Linked DNA regions of Gossypium hirsutum: region 2 is linked to region 1. Evidence: chromatin contacts called from public Hi-C data. All regions are on one chromosome and are shown on one strand. The core of a region is the stretch at or near the end of the contact, and the rest is flanking DNA. Distances in the headings are between cores, read along the strand shown.

Evidence for each region. Hi-C and Micro-C count contacts between places; a contact is called where the count stands out from the background.
Region 2: a contact with region 1 is called in a Hi-C map of hypocotyl, with 8 times the contacts expected there. The contact joins two enhancer-like sites. A contact is called at or near these places in 4 of 34 Hi-C or Micro-C datasets (callus, fibers, hypocotyl and 1 more).

Annotation. Positions count from the first base shown.
Region 1 is chrA08:117,360,873-117,364,671 of Gossypium_hirsutum_v2.1, reverse strand. No RefSeq gene overlaps it. Among protein-coding and RNA genes, the nearest start is that of LOC107926978, 35 kb to the right of the region's middle. Within about 2 kb of position 2,416, at least 3 of the 9 cell types and tissues checked have an H3K27ac peak or open chromatin away from gene starts, as enhancers often do. A contact at or near this core is called in hypocotyl, where this site is marked.
Region 2 is chrA08:117,421,427-117,425,537 of Gossypium_hirsutum_v2.1, reverse strand. No RefSeq gene overlaps it. Among protein-coding and RNA genes, the nearest start is that of TRNAG-UCC, 3.2 kb to the left of the region's middle. Within about 2 kb of position 2,762, at least 4 of the 9 cell types and tissues checked have an H3K27ac peak or open chromatin away from gene starts, as enhancers often do. A contact at or near this core is called in hypocotyl, where this site is marked.

The DNA.
Region 1 (3,799 bases), core at 1,167-3,666:
TCAAATTTAGATTATTTCCCCATCTTTCCAAATATGGAGGTTGTTCCAAAGTAATACTGTTGTCAACAAGTGTTGCTTAAGAATGGCAAATGCAACTGCCTTGGAATATTATTGTCGAGATAAATGGTAATAAAAAAAACAAGTGTTTATAAGTTTTGATGATAAATATAATATTTAAAATAATATTAACAGCAAGATTTGTATTTGGTGCACCAGTCATATATAATTGTATGCATTATTAGTGAATTAGATTATAATAGAACTATTTACTTAACTGGGTTTCGCTTTATTCTATTTTTTATCCATTAATATTCAATGTATGTTTAATCATCGTTCATAAGTTGATTTTCATATTTAATAAATGAGTCCTGCATAATTTATTGGTGATAATCATTATTTTGAATATTAATTGATGAAAAAAAAGTAATTAAGTGAATATTAATCCTTACTTAACTTTATTTCTAATGATGTGGCGTAATCTGGTTCATTGATAGCACATATAATTACATACCTTTTATGTATTAAATATTAACACTTAAAAACAAGGTTGTTAAAAGGATCATGGGCGATGCCGTAGGTCTTCCTTCTGAAGATCGTCACACCAATAAAGTCTGTTTGAAGGACAATGGCAATGATGATGTCTCTATTTCAAGGACAATTGTGGTAATGAGGTCTCCAATATGACAATGAATCAGGTTCTGAATTTGAATATGTCGTGGAGGAACAAGGTATTGGAGATAGGTCCTGGATGCTCAGGGGAAGAGTCTAGCATGGTGGTTTTAGAAGATAAAGAAGATCTAGATTTTCTAAAGGGAGACATTATGAAATTTATTGTCGATGAGATACCGTTGATTAATTTTTTGGATTGTATCGAACAAATTCTGGTTAAGAAAATGGAGTTGACTTTGGTAATCAAACAGTTGGGACGAAATATTGGATATGTTGTCTTATACAACAAGATTAGTATATTGTGGAAACCATCTAAACCATTTCATCTTATGGACATTAAAAATGGTTAATTTTTGGTGAAGTTCCAGTGCAGTGAAGATTTTGATAGAGTTTTGACCCAGGGGTCATGGATCGTATTCAGTCAATATTTGGATGTTCAACCATGGACAGTGGATTTTAATCTGGTCCAAGCTTTTTTGAGTTTAGTATTGACTTGGATTAGACTGACGGGTTTCCCGTAACATCTATACATTATGAGGGATGTATAACACAGAATTTAAGTTGGACATTGCGAGTTTGCTTGAAACAAGAATTAGTGGTGTTAAAGCTGGTAGAGTTATTGCTAAGATGGGTTTTCAGTATTCTCACTAGGTCGAGGTTGATGGTTTATTTGGGTCGGTTGGAAAGAGTCGATCCATATGGAGGTGATATATAATCATCCCTGGTTTATCCTTATTCGGGTACTAGATAAGTTGTATACTTCTCCTATTTATGTTGCTTTCATTTACGGTAGCCTAGATAGGCAGAAACGAAAGAATCTTTAATAAGGGTTAAAATCTTCTATCCAATCTAGAATAATCCATTGGCTTGTTATTGGGGATTTCAACGCCTTGCTTTCTTCTAGTGATAAAAAAAGGAGTCAAACGAGTGAAAAATGATGCCCATTATTTGGGAGTTTTATGGAGTGTGTTGAGCTTCAAAATTTGGGTTTCAAAAGCCTTTCTTTTACTTGGCATAAATGAGAGGTCTTTAAATGCCTTGATAGGGCTATTAGTAATGATGCGTGTGTAAGGTTCTATCCTAATAGTATAATAACTCATCTTCCGAGGCTGAAATCAGATCATAAGCCTCTCTTCCTTATTATTACCTAGAATGTTGTCTTTGCTAGACGACGTCCCTTTAGATTTTTGGCAAGTTGGGTTAAACATTCGAATTTCGTTGAGTTTTTAAAAGATGGCCGAGTCCCTGGATCATTTCACTGCTAATGTTAAATCTTTGAACAAGTTTGTTTATGGTCATATTAGTGCACAGATTTTAGGTGGTGATAATTTGGCTCAAAGGGAAATAAAGGTGCAAAAAGAGTTAGAAAAGGTTCTCCACCATGAAGAATTACTGTGGGAACAGAAATCTAGATGTGATTGGTTGTCTTTGGGAGGTCGTAATATCAGGTTATTCTATGAGAGCACACTACAGATAAGAAAATCTAATCGTATCCCTGGGGAATGGATTTTTAAAGCTGATTTACAATAGGAGCCGATAAGATTCTTTCAGAGATTGTATAGGGAGAAACTTGATAAAATTAGGGACTTACAAGCCTATATGTTTCTAAGACTTGACCATAAGGATGTTATTTTCCTTAATAAGGAGGTCAAGGTGGACGAAATTAATTCTGCTCTTTTTTATATGGTCCCGCTGAAGGCACCAAGTGGTGGTGGCTTTCATGCCTTTTTTTCAGAGTCAGTGGGATATGGTTAGTGATGTGGTATGTGAGTGGGTCCAGAAGGTTTTTGCGGGCCATAATATTGATCCAGAGTTGGATTGCTCTTTGTTGGTCCTTATACCCAAGACTTCTAATCCGGAGAGTCTTGTCTATTTCCGTCCAATTAGCTTGTGCACCATCCTCTATAAATTGGTTATGAAGATTATAACGAATCGATTTAGAGTTATTTTTCCAAAAATTATTGCTCCAGAGTAGGCGAGGTTCATTGTCAGAAGAAACATTACTAATAATGTTATTATTACCTAAGAAGTGATCCATTCTATGAGGAGTAAACAAAAGAACAGGAAATGGATAGCTATAAAAATTAAACTCAAGAAGGCTTATGATAGAATTAGTTAGGAGTTTATTGAAGTCTTGTTGAAGGCAACAAGTATTCTTAAAATTTTATGTAAGGTTACTACGTTTGCTATTACGAGTTCGTTTATGCAAGTTTTGTGGAATGGGATCCCAACACAAAAATTTAGTCTGATACGAGGCATCCATCAAGGGTGCCCTTTATCACTATAATTGTTTGTTCTTTGTATGGAATGGCTTGGCATAGTATCCGTTCAACAATTAATTCTTGAATTTGACGCCCTATCAAATTATCTAGGTTAAGTCCAGGCCTATCTCATTTATTTTTTATAAATGGCTTGGTTATTTTTGGACAGGCAGATGTTGAATAGGCTAGGAGAATCAAAAGTATCTTGGAGTAATTTTGTACTTCTTCTAGGCATAAATCAATACAAAGAAGACAATTTTTTTCTTTTCAAGTGGGGTAGAGAAGCTAAGAGATTCTATTAGCAACGTCCTTGGATTTCAAAGAGTGACAAATCTTGGAACTTACTTGGGTGTGCCACTTTTCCATGAAAGGGTAACAAACAATTCTTTGAAGTTTGTGGTTGATAAGGTCCAAGCCAAGTTGCAACATTGGAACGTTAAACAATTATTGATGGCCAGAAAATTTACACTTGCTCAATCAATCTTGCTTTCGATCCCTAAATACTTTATGTAATCTAGGATGATTCCGCAAGGGATTTGTGCAGAAATTGAATACATGGTAAGGAAATTTATTTGGAGGAACTCGGTTGAGGGGAAGAAGTTGGCTTTGGTGAGTTGGAAATTAATTTGTCAACCCCGATCTTGTGGTGCTCTTGGGTTAAAGCAAATAAGGGCTCATAATACCTTTTTTTTCCTCAAATTGGCTTTTAATTTGGCAACCAATTCTTTTGCTCTATGGATCTAATTTCTAAGGACTAAATATGGGTTAAAAGAAGATGTTCCAAATTCTATTGATAGAGGTAGGTATTCGTTTATTTGGAGGGCTCTTTTTAAAATCTAACCTTACTACATGAAAATATTTTTGGTCTG
Region 2 (4,111 bases), core at 1,513-4,012, 61 kb before region 1:
ACCAAAAGAACCAAAAAAGCTAACAGAGAATAGCCTAGGCTCGACGCAGTAGCTCGAATCTTTGAGCAAAGCCCATCACTAACAAAGTGGAGCAGATGCCGGAAAAGACTCGCTAGCAGACAAGGCGCTAACCTTCAACGACAAGGTAGACCATCGAAAGCAACCCTTCACCTCTCTTAGAACAGCTCTCAGGAACCGGAGCACTAGGTAGAGGGAATTTGACCTTCCTTGCATGGAAAATAGTGAAGATAAGAACAATAGGACAAAGTGATCGAGCCTAGAAAAAAATAGAGAGTGGCAACTACGGTGGTACATGCCTGGTCCCTTCGTCGTCCTTTTTCTCCTTTAGACGAGGATTGTCGCCTGGAGCCATAAAGTGCAGCAAGATAGAAACACAGAAGGATGCTAAAATGGGTGAATCAAAAACACAAACAAGAGGGGAAGCAAAGGGTTCAGGAAGACAATGTAGCAAAATAAACTGGGTGAAAGCTCTAGAGTGTTGACGAAACAAGTAAGCAGATGGAGCGCAAAGAAAGGGCTACATCTCCAAAAGGTGCGAACAAAAAGAAAAACAAACAAAAGATGCTTAGCTTTTCTTGTCTTATATGATAAAAGCAGACGATTTTTTGCAAGAACAAATTTAGCAATTATAACTGCTAGGTGTAGCAGCAGGAGAACATAGCCCATTATGCAATTTGGTTTTGAACTATGCCTACGGGGTGTAGTCCAGAAAGACTCGTCCAAACAATTATTTAAGTCTTACTACTAATCAGTGTAACAATTTCACTTTGCATCTAAGATAATTTTTTCTCTTACAACTTAACTTGTAAAATCAAGTAACTGACTTGTTCTACTTACGCAAGTCGTTCTAAAAAATAATTCCCAAAGCATAAATTCTATGTTAAACTCTTCAATTAACCTATACAAATCTCAAGTATAAAAGCATTTTTGGACTTGGTAGCACACAATAATTAGATCATAATCTCCACCAAAATAGCCTAAAATGGCATTACGTGTAGTATACTTCATATATATATATATTTATTAGATAGGTTTTCAAGTCATTCAATCCAATTTCCTCAATTTAGAAGTGCATACACAATTGTAACTTGATTTGAAAATTTGCAGTCAAATTTTATTTATAATTTTAAAAAAGGTATGATATGTGAAATTTATTTAATATAAAGAAAATTTATTTGATTTTTCTCTTTGATTTAGCTAATATAAAGAAAATTTATGTCAAATTTTATTTATAATTTGCTTGATCTTATAAGGACGTAGTTTACTTTAAGGATGTCAAGATTTGATTTTGAAGTTGAGTTTGGCGATATGTTTCTTTGAGAATTTAATTTTGATTTAATTTGAATTCAAAAGTTGTTGAGTCTTGATATTGAATTAATGATGCCCACTTCAAGGGTCATTGAGAGTTGATCATGAAAACAAATTTAGAGAGTGTATAGATCCAAGACTTGATTTTCGATGGTTAAATAAGTATCGTGGTGACTTGCTCTTAAAATGGATTTTGATCTCATTTATTCAGTTGAAGTAAATTGAAAGGTGAGTTTCTTCAAAAACAACTTTTGACTTCCTCTCATCGGTTGAACTATATTGAAAAGAGACTTCCCTTCAAAATTAAGATGGTATTCGTCAAAATCTTTTCAAGTTCTTCATTTTCTTCAAAGAACTTGTGAATGTATAAAACGGCTTTGAGGTGACTCTTTTTTGTACTAGTAGTAGTGAAATAAAAGAGATTTCTTATCGAATTTAGCTTTTTCATTTGAGTAATCTATAATTATATTAATTTAATTTATTAGAAATAAAATAATCTTTAAAGAATATGATTTATTTATAAAAATAATTCTAAAATGATTTAATTTTCTTAATTAAATTAAATCTGATTAAGATAAACAATAATGAAATCAGATTGATCCAAAATTTCTCCATCTACAAAAGAATTCGATTTACTTGATCCAAATTAATCCAGTCCGCAATGATGAAGAAAGATGAATTAACCCATTTTGTTTTTTAAATATTGTAAATTCCAAAAAAGGCAAATTATCAAAGTTAAAGAAATTACAAATGCAATTGTAACCACTTGATATTACATTTTCCCCTTTTAAACATTTTATTTAATCTTCCTTAACTAAGTAATTCAAATATTAATGGATTGCAGACGCCAATGAAAGTGTAATGTTTTACTCTTATTGTATTATTTTTAATTGTATTTAAGGTTCATTATTGTCCACGTTTTAAATATTTTGAGCTTATAATAAAATTTGATATTAATTAATTTAATTACATTTCATTCGTGTTTTAAATGATTGTTATTATAATTAAAATTAATATTATTATAATAATATTAAAGGATAAAATATAGATAAAATTTGAAAATTTATCATTATATTTTTTATTTGAAAAATTTAATCTAATTTATCAAAATCTGTTAATTTAAGATTTTGATTAAATACATGATGGATTTTGATTGAAACGAGAAGTTTTAATGTTTAAAGAAAAAACACTAATATCTAAATTTGAAAATGGCACATGTAAAAAACACAACAAATGGTACCTTTTGTCCTACAATTATGAAAGAAGAGTGGCAATAAAAAAGTGGGAAAGTTTAGCAATGAAAAAGGCAACGTGGTAGTCTCAAAAAATACGACCTTTCTAAAATTTTCCCACATCATTATCCATCGCATGTCTACCAAATTTTTTATTATTATTTCTAGTGTTTTCCGGAACGTGTCGCTATCTTGTCCGCTTTTTTCAATGACTCACTCAAATCCATCCCCTAGGAGTCTACCTGTATAGGTCAGTGCACTAGACACCTTACCGGCACAACACTTTTCCTTATTTATTATTTCCACTCACCCATTTATATTTATTTCTTCCCCAATTTCCACAATTTCGTCTTTGCAACCATAAGCAACATTATTATTATCTAAATGTTTTTTAAAGGGAAAACCCCGATATTTTACCTAAATAACCCAAATACAATAATTATTCCCCTAAATAATTTTAATTCAAAAATAATTACCTAAATAATTTAAAATAAATAGCAAATTAGGTAGGGGACTAAATGGCCTTTTTTTTAAAATAATTATTGTCTAATGATTGTGTTAGGTGTTAAAAAATAAATTTTTAAGTATTGGAGGCTAGATGATCAGCACCCTTGTATTTTTTCGCTCTATATCATATTGGTATACATTTAAACTAGTATTTGAAAAAAAAAATAGGGTGCTAGCACATTGATGGTTAGCACTCTTATACCAAAATTTTTAAAAAATATTTTTTAGTGTTGGGACACTGATGACCGACACCCTTGTATTAGAATTAAATTTTTGGGTGTTGGAACATTGATGGTTGACACTAGAGGTGCTTATGGGTCGGGTTGGGTTGGGGCTGAGCTCAACTAAAAATTTAGGCTCATTTTTTGGGCTCGAGCCTTGCCCGAATAGCATTAATTTTTTTATTATTTTTGCAAAGACCCAAATTTGCCAGGCCCAACAAATTAAAATCAAACCTAAATCCTACCCAATTCACAAACCCAATTACAAAATCAGACCCAAAACTAAGTCCAAATAATAAAAACCCTAGCCCAATACAACCTAAACTTTAAAAAAAAAAATACAAAACCCTAGCCACCTTGCCTCCTACTTGCACCTACTCCACCACCTTGCCTCCTACTTGCACTTACTCCACCACCTTGTCTCCCACTTGCACCTACACCATCAAATGGAGAAGAGACATAGAATGATAAGAAATGTATGTAAGATAGCTATAAAAGCAAAACCAAAAGTCCATTGTAAAAAAAAAAAAAAGAGAGGAGTAAAGAATTGTATTTTTGAAAAGTTTTTTTGATAAAAAAAAAGAGAAGAATGTAAAAGCAAAATGTTTGCAAGCAAATCTGAAATAAAAAAAGCGAGTATTGAAGAAGAAAAGATTCAAACGCGTTAAGGTTTTTATTTCTTTTTTCTTTATTTTCACTTTTTTTTGTACATATAAACATTTTTCTTTTTTTCTTTTCTTTAAAAAATAGTATACATATATTTAGATATAAAAATAAAAAAGAAAACAAAAAATAATACATTTTTTAAATTCAAGGTGGCAA